Regions from separate parts of the Ovis aries genome. Here region 2 is linked to region 1. Evidence: chromatin contacts called from public Hi-C data. All regions are on one chromosome and are shown on one strand. The core of a region is the stretch at or near the end of the contact, and the rest is flanking DNA. Distances in the headings are between cores, read along the strand shown. Region 1 has its middle 18 kb from the start of CKB. Region 2 holds the start of LOC101102428 (cytochrome c oxidase assembly factor 8).

The links. A called contact is a pair of places that touch in the nucleus more often than the background predicts.
Region 2: a contact with region 1 is called in a Hi-C map of mesenteric adipose tissue, with 2.5 times the contacts expected there. The contact joins the promoter of LOC101102428 here to the enhancer-like site in region 1. A contact is called at or near these places in 9 of 16 Hi-C or Micro-C datasets (blood, hypothalamus, liver and 4 more).

What each region holds. Positions count from the first base shown.
Region 1 is chr18:65,875,125-65,879,989 of ARS-UI_Ramb_v3.0, forward strand. No RefSeq gene overlaps it. Among named protein-coding and RNA genes, the nearest start is that of CKB, 18 kb to the right of the region's middle. Within about 2 kb of position 2,602, at least 15 of the 54 cell types and tissues checked have an H3K27ac peak or open chromatin away from gene starts, as enhancers often do. A contact at or near this core is called in hypothalamus and liver, where this site is marked.
Region 2 is chr18:65,927,742-65,932,606 of ARS-UI_Ramb_v3.0, forward strand. LOC101102428 (cytochrome c oxidase assembly factor 8) reads left to right here and starts at 2,891. Exons shown (of 5, transcript XM_027957448.2): 1 at 2,891-3,046. The coding sequence starts at 2,924. It overlaps BAG5 (BAG cochaperone 5), which reads right to left and starts at 4,183. Exons shown (of 2, transcript XM_042235573.2): 1 at 4,094-4,183; 2 at 1-1,010. The coding sequence starts at 982.

The DNA.
Region 1 (4,865 bases), core at 1,352-3,851:
TAGGAAACATGACTGAAACTTTCAGAAGAACAGCTGTGAGCGCTGTCACAGCATATTGCTCCAGAAACCTAGAGATGATGATGTTTAAAAGAAAAATTTCCCTCTGTGCAGTATGAACAAGTTACCATTGCCATGGAAACCGTCCCTGGAACACCCTCTCCCAGCAGTTCTTGCTCAGTGAGTGATACTTGTTGACCATGGGATCCACGGAGCTCGTGTGGCTCTGTGAGCAGCATCGGGGACGCCGGGGGGGGGGGGGGGCATGTATGTGAGGCCCTGCCTCCTGGTCCGGCTCAGGCAAGAGGGGCAGCAGGCATAGGAAGAGCTTGGAGTGCAGGGCCCAGAACTTTGCTCTTTTGGGTTTTGTTGTTGGAATGGGTTTTATTACTAATTGGCTGTGAAATCCTTTAGACAGCTCAGCAGCCCTTTAAGTGGGGAGAAAAGTGGTAGCTTTGAAGGGAGCAATGTGAAGAGCAAGGCATGCCTTGCAGGCGTTCTGATGGTGCACAGGTGAGTCTAGGTGGGTCTATCCCCCAGCTGTCCCCGCCAGTCCACGAGGAGGCCAGAGGCCAGCAGCTCTGTGAATTGGTCTTGGTTTGCCTCTTGAGAGAGCAGAGGCCAGCCAGAGGTGACAGGAAACCTGGGCCTCACTTGTGTCCCCAGGGGAGGGAGCTCAGCGGGCAAGGGGGGCATGTGGAAAATGGGTTTTGCTGGGAGAGCCTGAGACTTTTCTTCAGTTTGGGCCCAACTCTCGGGACGCTGAGTGCAGGGATGGCCTTAGGGCCCAGGATGGATAGTAGACGGGGCATTTCGAGGAAGCCTGTGTGAGCTCAGAAGTGAATGTCCTCTGCCAGGAAGTGGGCCACTGGCCACCGTGGGCCTCTGCCTGCTCCTTGCCGTGGCGGGGTTGGTGCCACCAGGGGGTCCCAGGCGGAGCAGGCAGGGACTGGGGTCCTCAGAGCCCTGTTCAGACGTGGGTCGGGCAGCATGCCCTCGCGTTGTATGCCCTGCGTCTGGGTGGCCTGTTTCCAGATCCCAGCTTCTTAACCTCAGCATTCCTCCCCCAGAAGGTCGGCATGTTTGAGGTGTCTCATGCTGGGATGCTGGCTGGGGCCCCCAGACGGCACGTGCAAAGCAGGGCTTCTGGCAGCTGTCTGGAGGTCAGCAGCTCCCCAGGCTCAGGCCCTGTTAGGCGGGAACACGGGCTAGTCCTCGTCTCTCCCCTCCCGGCTTGCCCAGAACGCAGAAGTCCCTGAACAGCGCTCTCTGGTGCTTAGGAGGGGACCTTTCCCTGCCTGCAGAGACTTCGTGAAGACAATCCCCCCGTGTCTATAAGGCTCTGGGCTCAGAGCCCGCTGTGAGAAAAGTTGATAGGCCCTTTGCCAGTGTGCCCAGAGGACAGGGAGAAGCGGTGGGCCAGGTGTGAGTGCCAGGCAGGAAGCTGAGGACGCCTCACCACTGGACTCGAGTCTCCTCCGCCGCCGATGCCGGCCACTCCCAGGCCTGCCTGCCCCGCGCAGCCCTCGGTGGCCAGTGTGCCTTGCCACCCCGACAGCTAACAGCAATCACAGGCTTCTCTTGTCTGTTTGCTGTTACTAGACTGTAAGCCCCATGGGGTTTCCTTCCTGTAACCCAAGGGCCTAGCGTGGTGCCTGGTACATAGTACAAAAGAGGTATTCATTGGCAACAGTGACGGAGCACGGGCCTGAGGGTCTGGAACACAGGAGGCGGCTGTTCTGAGTCTCCCCCTGAGCCGCCTCTCCCCCGTCGGCCCAGGCTAAGACAGGCTGACACAGGCCACAGCTGCAGGAAGCGGTGTTTGGTCCGGACAAGGCCCATCCTGCTTGATCTCCAGCAACTCTCTGGGCCCTTCCTGTGTTGCAGACGAGGCCCGGCGGTGAGGTGAGAATGGAGCCCGCGGTCCCGCTTGGGCCGGTGCTCTTTGCTCTCCACCCGCCTGCCTGTACTGATGCCTGTGTCGTGTCATTCAGCCCAGACATGCAGGTTCCTGCAGACGCCAAGGAGGAGGCCACCTGGTGAGAAATCGGCCATGAGATGCAAACCTTCAAACTGAAATGCTTGGGTGAGCGCCTTACTCTGGGCCTGGCCGTGTAGCGTCGCTCGGTCAGCATGGCATTTGGGTTTCAGTCCCTTGAAAGAGTAGTGACCTGAGGCTCGCCAGCGTGTGAGGTGTGTTCAGTCAGGAGGTTAGTCAGGATTTGCTTAGGCATTAACAGTGGCCCCCACCATTACCTCTGTTTAGAGGTGGCCCCCACCATTAACTCTGATTAACACTGGCCACCACCAGTTACCTCTGACTGCTTAGTCACAAGCCAGAGCCTCCCGCAGAGCAGGGTCACCCTGGGGTGGAGGTTAGACCAGACCACACTGGCCAAGACGACCCAGTCTCAGGGTGACAGCAGGGGCCACTGGGGCCGGATCGACGGGTCTGCTGCCGTCAGCATGGGTTTGGTTGCCTTGTGGATTTTTTGCTGTGGCTTTTTTGTGGCTGGCCACGTGACAGGGCTGAGTGGTTATATGCTCTGAGGTTCTCATGCCCGCCCCAGCTCCCTGGTATTCATCCCTGAAGTTCTGACTGCGGTGATACACAGAGCCGGCGGAGCATCCCTCCCCAGCCTGTGCTGTGCCTCCTTCCTGCCCCCTCTCCGCCCGCCCTCTTAGAAAGGAAGCCTGCAGCTGCTCATCAGCAACTTCTGCTCTGGGGGCCTCCGGTGCCCGGGTCTGTGGGGAGTTCCGGCGGCTGCTGCGTCTTCCTGACGTGTCGCAGCTTCCTACACTGCCCTGGCGCTCTCCTCTCCTCCGCAGCCTAATGCTCCAGGCTCCAGTGTTTGAAAATCAAAACTGTACCCCTTCCCTGAGTGTCACCACTCCAGGCGATACCGGCCTGGTTCTTTTCTGGTGTTTCAGGACAGGATGGGGAGAGTCTCTCGTCGTCTCTACATTTGTATGTTCACTTAGCAACACTCACACTAGGGGGTTCAAGGTGGGACAGCTGCTCTCAGAGGGCCCTTTGCTGAGCTCTGAGGATCCAGCCATGTTCTCTAGAAGGTTCCCTCACAGGAAGAGGGACACAAGCACAGCTGCGAAGCCTGGCATGGCCAGTGCTTTGTGAAGGGACGCCAGGCTCAGGGCTGAGCAGGAGCTCAGGTGGAGATGAAGGAACAGCCGGACACCCCAGGTAGCCCAGTGGAAGGGAGGGGCTGAGTAGCCTGCGCCAAGGCAGGCACAGCGGACTCACTGCGTCCCCGAGTCGTGGGGCGAATGTCAGGGCAGCAGTGGGCTCAGCGCCGCTCTGTTCCGTTGAGGGGACTCGGGTTCAACACTTCTTAGGGAGTGACTTGAGAGGCTTTGGGGCACAGTGCTGCTTCCAGACCAAATCAGACCCTGCTGCCCCAGGCAGCCCCATGCTGGGGGCCATACAGGAGGTATCCAGTGTGGTCCTCCCGCTGTTTGCGGAGCGAGGGCTGCACTGGCTGCCTGTCCCCCTCGGGAGGGGCAGGTGTGAATCCATTCCCACGCAGGCGTGCTCTGCATGGAAGGAAGCCGGGAAGCGGGAGCGTATGCAGTCAGTCCTCCGTGTGGGACCAGGAGGACTTGGTAGAGGGGCCCCTGGGGATCGTGTCCCAGCACCAGAGCTGCGGCCCACTCCACCAGCCCCAGACGCACCCCTTTCCCTAAGGACCGTGTGCTGGCCCCTCTGTCGGCCTGCAGCATCCAGCCCCACTGGCACCCGCTGCCTCCTATCTTTGGTGTCCTCCCCTTTAGCCCGGCTGGCTTCTCTCTGCAGCCCCAATGCCCTGGGTCCCTGGGTCCTCTCCCCTCCTTCTCTGAGCTCTGGAGACTCCGCATGGGCTTATCTTGTGGCTTAGCCTGTGAGTAGAGGGTGGGAGTCGTGTTATCCTGAAAGAGCATGCCGGACGTCCTCTTGTCTTGACCTCGCTGAGGATGTAGGGTGTGTTTTGCTGGGTTGAGTTTCCTAGTCTCGAAGTATTAATGAATTGAACCAAAACACTGGAACGGGACTAGAGAGGCAAAGTTGTGTTAGCGTCCTTCGTTGATGCTGGAGAATAGAGGAAAGACGTCAGCACCTGCATCCTCTCTAGTCTCGAGGAAGCGGGAGGAGGCAGCACCCTGGCCCCCCCTGCTCAAGGCGCTTCCACTCTGAGACAGACACTGCCCTGGTGCTGTGACTGTTGGTGTTACGTGCGAGTGGCCCCTGTCAAACAGTCAACACTTTCACGTGTGGATGAGTGTGGACCACCTTTACTATACTCTTCTGAAATTGTGATTCTCTTTGAAATGTTGGGCAGTTGATGGGTCAAAGTGTTGACAAAAGTAGACTTTTTACTCCATTGGAAACTTGATAGTTCGTTTATTTCCTAAATGGTACATTTCTAAAATAAGCAGGGCATGTATTAACACAGACCACCTGTACCAGACAGAGGAGCAGCCCAGTTTGGGTGGGGTGGGATGAATGGGGAAAGACCTAGAAGCTGACCCCGCAGCCAGCATAGGATGACATGCACGGAGAAGGATGGCTGAGGCCCTTCTTTTCCGTTTAGTGAGGGAGCAGGTTTATTCAGGACATACTGTTGAAAAGCAGAGATGTCACTTTGCCGACAGCGGTCCCTATAGGGAGAGCTGTGGCTCCTCCAGCAGCCATACACGGCTGTGAGAGCCTTCCATAAAGAAGGCTGAGCGCTGAAGAATTGATGCTTTCACATTGTGGTGCTGGAGAAGACTCTTGAAAGTCCCTTGGACAGCAAGGAGATCAAACCAGTCAATCCTAAAGGAAATAAACCTTGTGTATCCATTGGAAGGGCTGATGCTGAAGCTGAAACTCC
Region 2 (4,865 bases), core at 1,641-4,140, 53 kb after region 1:
TGCAGGGGTTTTTTTCAAGACTCACCTCATCCAACTGTCCGATCAGACCCTGTAGTTCTGTTTTGGCGCTCAGGTACAATTCAGGAGGATTCTGTGCTTGGAGAAGTTCAGTTTTGATTTCTCTCATTCTCTTGAGGACCTTTTCTATTTTCAGAATGGAATGGTTCTGTCCTAGGTCAAATGCGTACGTGGTGTCTGCTTCCTCTTCTAAGTCCAAGTATCTCAGTAACTGGTTGATATCTTCCACGACCTCCTTCCGATAGTTTCTGATCTCTGTGCGGCCGCACACATCGAGAGCATCCAGGTCAGCCATCAGCCCCGAGAGCACACAAGATAAGTGCCTGCATGTCTCCTTGTTGTTCACGCCCATCAGAAGGGCAATCAGTGTGCCTCTAGTCTTGTTCACTTCACACATCACAGAGTTGATCTTGGCCACAGAGGGGTGCGCGTCCTCAGAGAGCGGCAGGGAAGGCTGCCTCTTCGTGCAGTTCTCGATAATCTCCTGCACGGCACATATTTTGGTTAAGGTGTGATACCGTGCTTTCCGCAGGGAGACCTTACCTCCGGTCTTGACATGTGTCAGCCTCAAAATGACATCCTGGATGCCTTCCTCAAACTCATCAGTTACACAGTTGCCTCCACTATAAAACGGCACAACCTTCTCTTTCACCAGGGCCTGTGCTTCTTCAAAAATGTTCTGTATTTCGAGCCGGTGTGGGTGGTTCGCATTCTGCTCCAACTCTTTGAGAAGACGCTCTGTCTCTTGTGCCGCCCTCTTCCTGGCTTGCTGAATATCTCCTTTTCCTTCAGTATCTACAGAGTCTATTTCGAAAAGCTGTTTGGTGAGAATCCTCTCCAGTTTCTTGTAATTCTTGTCATCTGACAGACCACTGAAACCAAGTACTTGCTGTTCTATGCTTTTCACCTCCTTTTGAATTTCCTGAAGCCTGCTAATAGAAGGGTGTTGGTTTCCCATCTCCATACTTTTGTTGTGTTCAGTTTCACAAGCACTAAAAGATGACAAAAATAACTTGTTACACCACAAAGCCTGAAGAATGGTACTTGTGTATTAGTACCTCATTCTAAAAAGATATGCTTACGAAAGGGCCTGTTGTCACTGCAAGCCAAAGACCACACTTCAGGACAGAAAGCAGAGTCTATCAACCCCTCTCCCGCAAGCAACCTCCATATGGCAGTGACTGAGACTGGGTCATTGCAGTGTGGAAGGGAAGCTGGAGTGCTGGGCCTGGGAACCTCAGTTTTCCTCAGTTGTAAAAGAGAGCAGCGTGTGCCTACGTAAGTATGGCATGAGGTTGAGCTGTCAGCTTGGAAAAAGCACCAGCACCTTAGGTCTTCACAGTGGAAGCTGCTTCTTGGCAAGAGAAGGGCACCTTTGTGGAAAGTAAACCAGTAGCTCTTATAACCTTCCGGGCCTTTGGGGGGCATCTAAGCACTCCCACCCGGCCTGCTGCTGCTGCTGCTAAGTCGCTTCAGTCGTGTCCGACTCTGTGCGACCCCAGAGAGGGCAGCCCACCAGGCTCCCCTATCCCTGGGATTCTCCAGGCAAGAACACTGGAGTGGGTTGCCATCTCCTCCTCCACCCACCCGGCCTAGCTTCCCGTAAAAGGAACTGAGCCACTGAAACAAACAATGGGGTTCGCGGGCACTCGCGGAAGTCCCCGTTTCTACGTGCCTCTCCACCCGTTAGACACTTCCAGAAAGACGCCCTGTTTCTCGCCACACCCTTTGTGGACCTCATAAACTTCCTTGCAGAGGCTTGAATTCCACAGGGAAGGCGCCTGGCATTATGATAAAGGCACTAGCTTGGGCTTTGGAGGCCTGGTACCCCCTAGGCCCTGTTATGCTCCCCCCTCCAAAACACACCGCAAGACAATGCGACAACGATGACTAACTCATTCATCAGCCTCCCATTAAGGCTCGAGTGGCTTAATGCATTCCCCCCGCCCCACCCCCCGCCCACGTTCTTGGGTTTCTTTCAAACGCTCACGGGCGGGGGATGGATGCTCAATCGAAACTAATCCCCTGCCGGTGTCCGAGCCAAGAACGCGCCTCCGGAGAGGCCCGGAGCGGCGGGCTGCCTCGGTTCTTTCCTGCCCCCTCGCCCTGCCCTCCCGGCACTTTACCCAGACGCGGTCTAAGCGGGCTTGGTCTTGGCGTCCCGCGGGTGAAGTGGCCAGGTGGTAGGTCAGCCCTTTACGGGGTGCGGCACCGGCGCCGGGCCCCAAGCTGCATCCCTCTCAGCCCTCCCGGCTAGGTCTGGTCGGGGCAGCCGGTGAAGGGGCCGGCGGTGGCGGCGGCAGCTACTGGCCGCGGCGGCCGCTCCGGGCGTCTCGCCCGGACCCCACGACGCACCCGCCGGCCTGACCTCACAATGGCCTGCGGGGGAGGGGGCGGGCGCGCTCGGCCGGGCCGGGCGAGCCGACGGGGAGGGAGGGGACTCGGGCCCGGCCGGCTCCGGACCCGGGAGACGGGGATCGTCCGGGACCGCCCGCGCGGAGGGAGAGGGTCGCGCCGCGGCCGCCCGCGCTCACCTGTGCCGCCCGCGCCATGGCGCGCCTCGCCGCCGACGCCCTGCGACTCCGCAGCTCCCGCCGTCGCCCCGGGCCCGGCCGAACACCCGCCCCCCCGCCTCGGGAAAAACGTCCTCCGGCGTCCGCGCCGCACTTCTCCCCTGGCCGAGCCCGCCGCTGGCCGCCCGGCGCAGAAGCCGCCGAGGATGGCAGCTCCCGAGGAGCCGCGGCCCTGACGCGCCGTCAGTCCAACCCCTCAGCCTGTCAGACGCCGGGCGAGCGCACGGTCCGCCGCGCCGTGCCCTCCCGCGGACTTTGCGACGGTGCCGTAAGGTAGCGCCTCGCGACGTCGCGACTCTGCCGTGCGGCGCGGGAGTCGGCGGAGGGCAGCTATGGCGGCCCGGCGGCCGGCGAGGAGGCTCGTCGTCACGGCTCTCTGCCGCGCCTTCTCAGGCCGCGGCTGTCAGCTCGCCCCCGAGCGCGGCGCCGAGCGCAGGGATGCGGCGCCGAGCCGGGTGAGTGAGGTCCCTGGAGAGGCCGGGCCGCGCCCCCCAGGGACACCTGTGGTGGCGTCCCCCGCGTCGGCGGAGCTCCCCAGGAGCGGGGTCCCTGAGCCGGCGCGGGCCGGGCCCCCGGCGCCCCGCCGCGCGGACACAGGCGGCGGGGAGAGTGGGGCAGTCCCGAGCCTCCGAGGCTCCTGCGTCGCCGCCACCCCAGGGCTCTTGACAAGTAGGGGCAGAGTCCGCGAGCAAGTTGATTTGTGCCGAATTTCTCGTCGAGGATAATTAGTCTCTATGGTCAAAGAGCTCTTGATATGCACAGAATGTGCGCGCCAGCGCGTTTGGCTGCATGTAGACTATTAGTGCTTTTCTTCAAGTGGTGGCAGACTTTACTATCGCATTTCGTAGGCTCATTCAACACGTTGAACAGTTCTAGTTTGGAAACGGTGTGTGCATACATCCCTGTTCCTAACCAGAGGTCCCCAAAGATGAAGACCTGCAGCGGCAAGGAGTGGCAAGCAGTTTTTAGAAGTTGCCCCGCTCTGGGGAAGGATGTTTTAGTTTGAGGGAGCCCTAGACCTTCATTCCAGCTGTCATATGAAAATATGGGCTAACGGCTTGGAATGGGCTGCAGATAGAAAGTTTAAGCCAAGTTAAATCTAAATACTAACACTTCGTTTGCCAACAGGCTAAGGAGGGAGGCTGGAAAGCATCCTTTAAACCATCCTTAAAGAAGGACTAAAAAGAGCCTGTTAATTCCAAAGCATGCCTGCCTGTTAGCAGGGCAGCTGGTCACTGGGATCCCAAGCCTCTGGTTCAGTTCCCCGATTGAGTGGCCACAGCCCTTGACTTCTATTCCTAGAACATAAAATGCACTCAGCATCCCACTCTTTGGACAGAAAGATACTCAACAGGTATCTGAAAATGCTCCGGAAGGGCAGACAGCTGCCCGCAGGACGGGGCCTTAGCCCAGCTTAGTTTGTGAACAAGCACTGGAAAAAAGAAGAGCGCCCACACAGGTTTCTCCACTGACCCCCAACCTTTTGTTGAAGTAAGTCTTACCGTGGGTCTGCTCCTTGAGACGAGCTCCGTCTTAGGTTTTGCCGGCCGGGTGACAAGCCGGTGCACACCTGTGAGACTGCCTCCACCTGTGAAGGCGATGATGCTGAAAGGGAAGCAGCTGACCCATGAGTCACACCTTCCCAGTTCTAGCCTTATGACTTGTGTTTTTCTTGGGCTGTGTTCCCCATTATGCGAGGTATTGGCTGGGACATTAAAGAACAGTTCTTTCCTCAGGGAAATGTGTAATTCCTGTGTGTTTGGCCTCATCTTTCTATGCTTCCTGAGCACACGGCTAGTTCTCTAGGTAATTCAGTTCCTGCAGGCCAGAGAGACTGTTGATTTTAAATATGAGGTCTTCTTAGAAGTCACAGGCTGTAAATCTTTTTTTTTTTTTTAATCTAAAGAGATATATTTTAATCCTGTATTTCTACTTCATTCTGTGTATTTTTTAATTAATTCTTTGTTCTTCACTTGAGTTAGGGAGGTCTGCTTTTAGGATCTACAAGATTTATTTACCTCTCATCTCTAGCTACCAGTTTGTTTGTTAATTAGTTGATTAATTTATCTGACTGCATCAGGTCCTAGTGGCTTAGTTGCTCCACGGCATGTGGGGTTTTAGTTCCCTGACCAGGGATTGAACCTGTGTTCCCTACATTGCAAGGTGGATTCTTAGTCACTGGACCACCAGGGAAGTCCCTGGATTTTTTTGTTTTGTTTTTAAATTTTGTTTATTTATTGTCTGTGCGGGTCTTGTTACAGTGTAGGCTTTTCT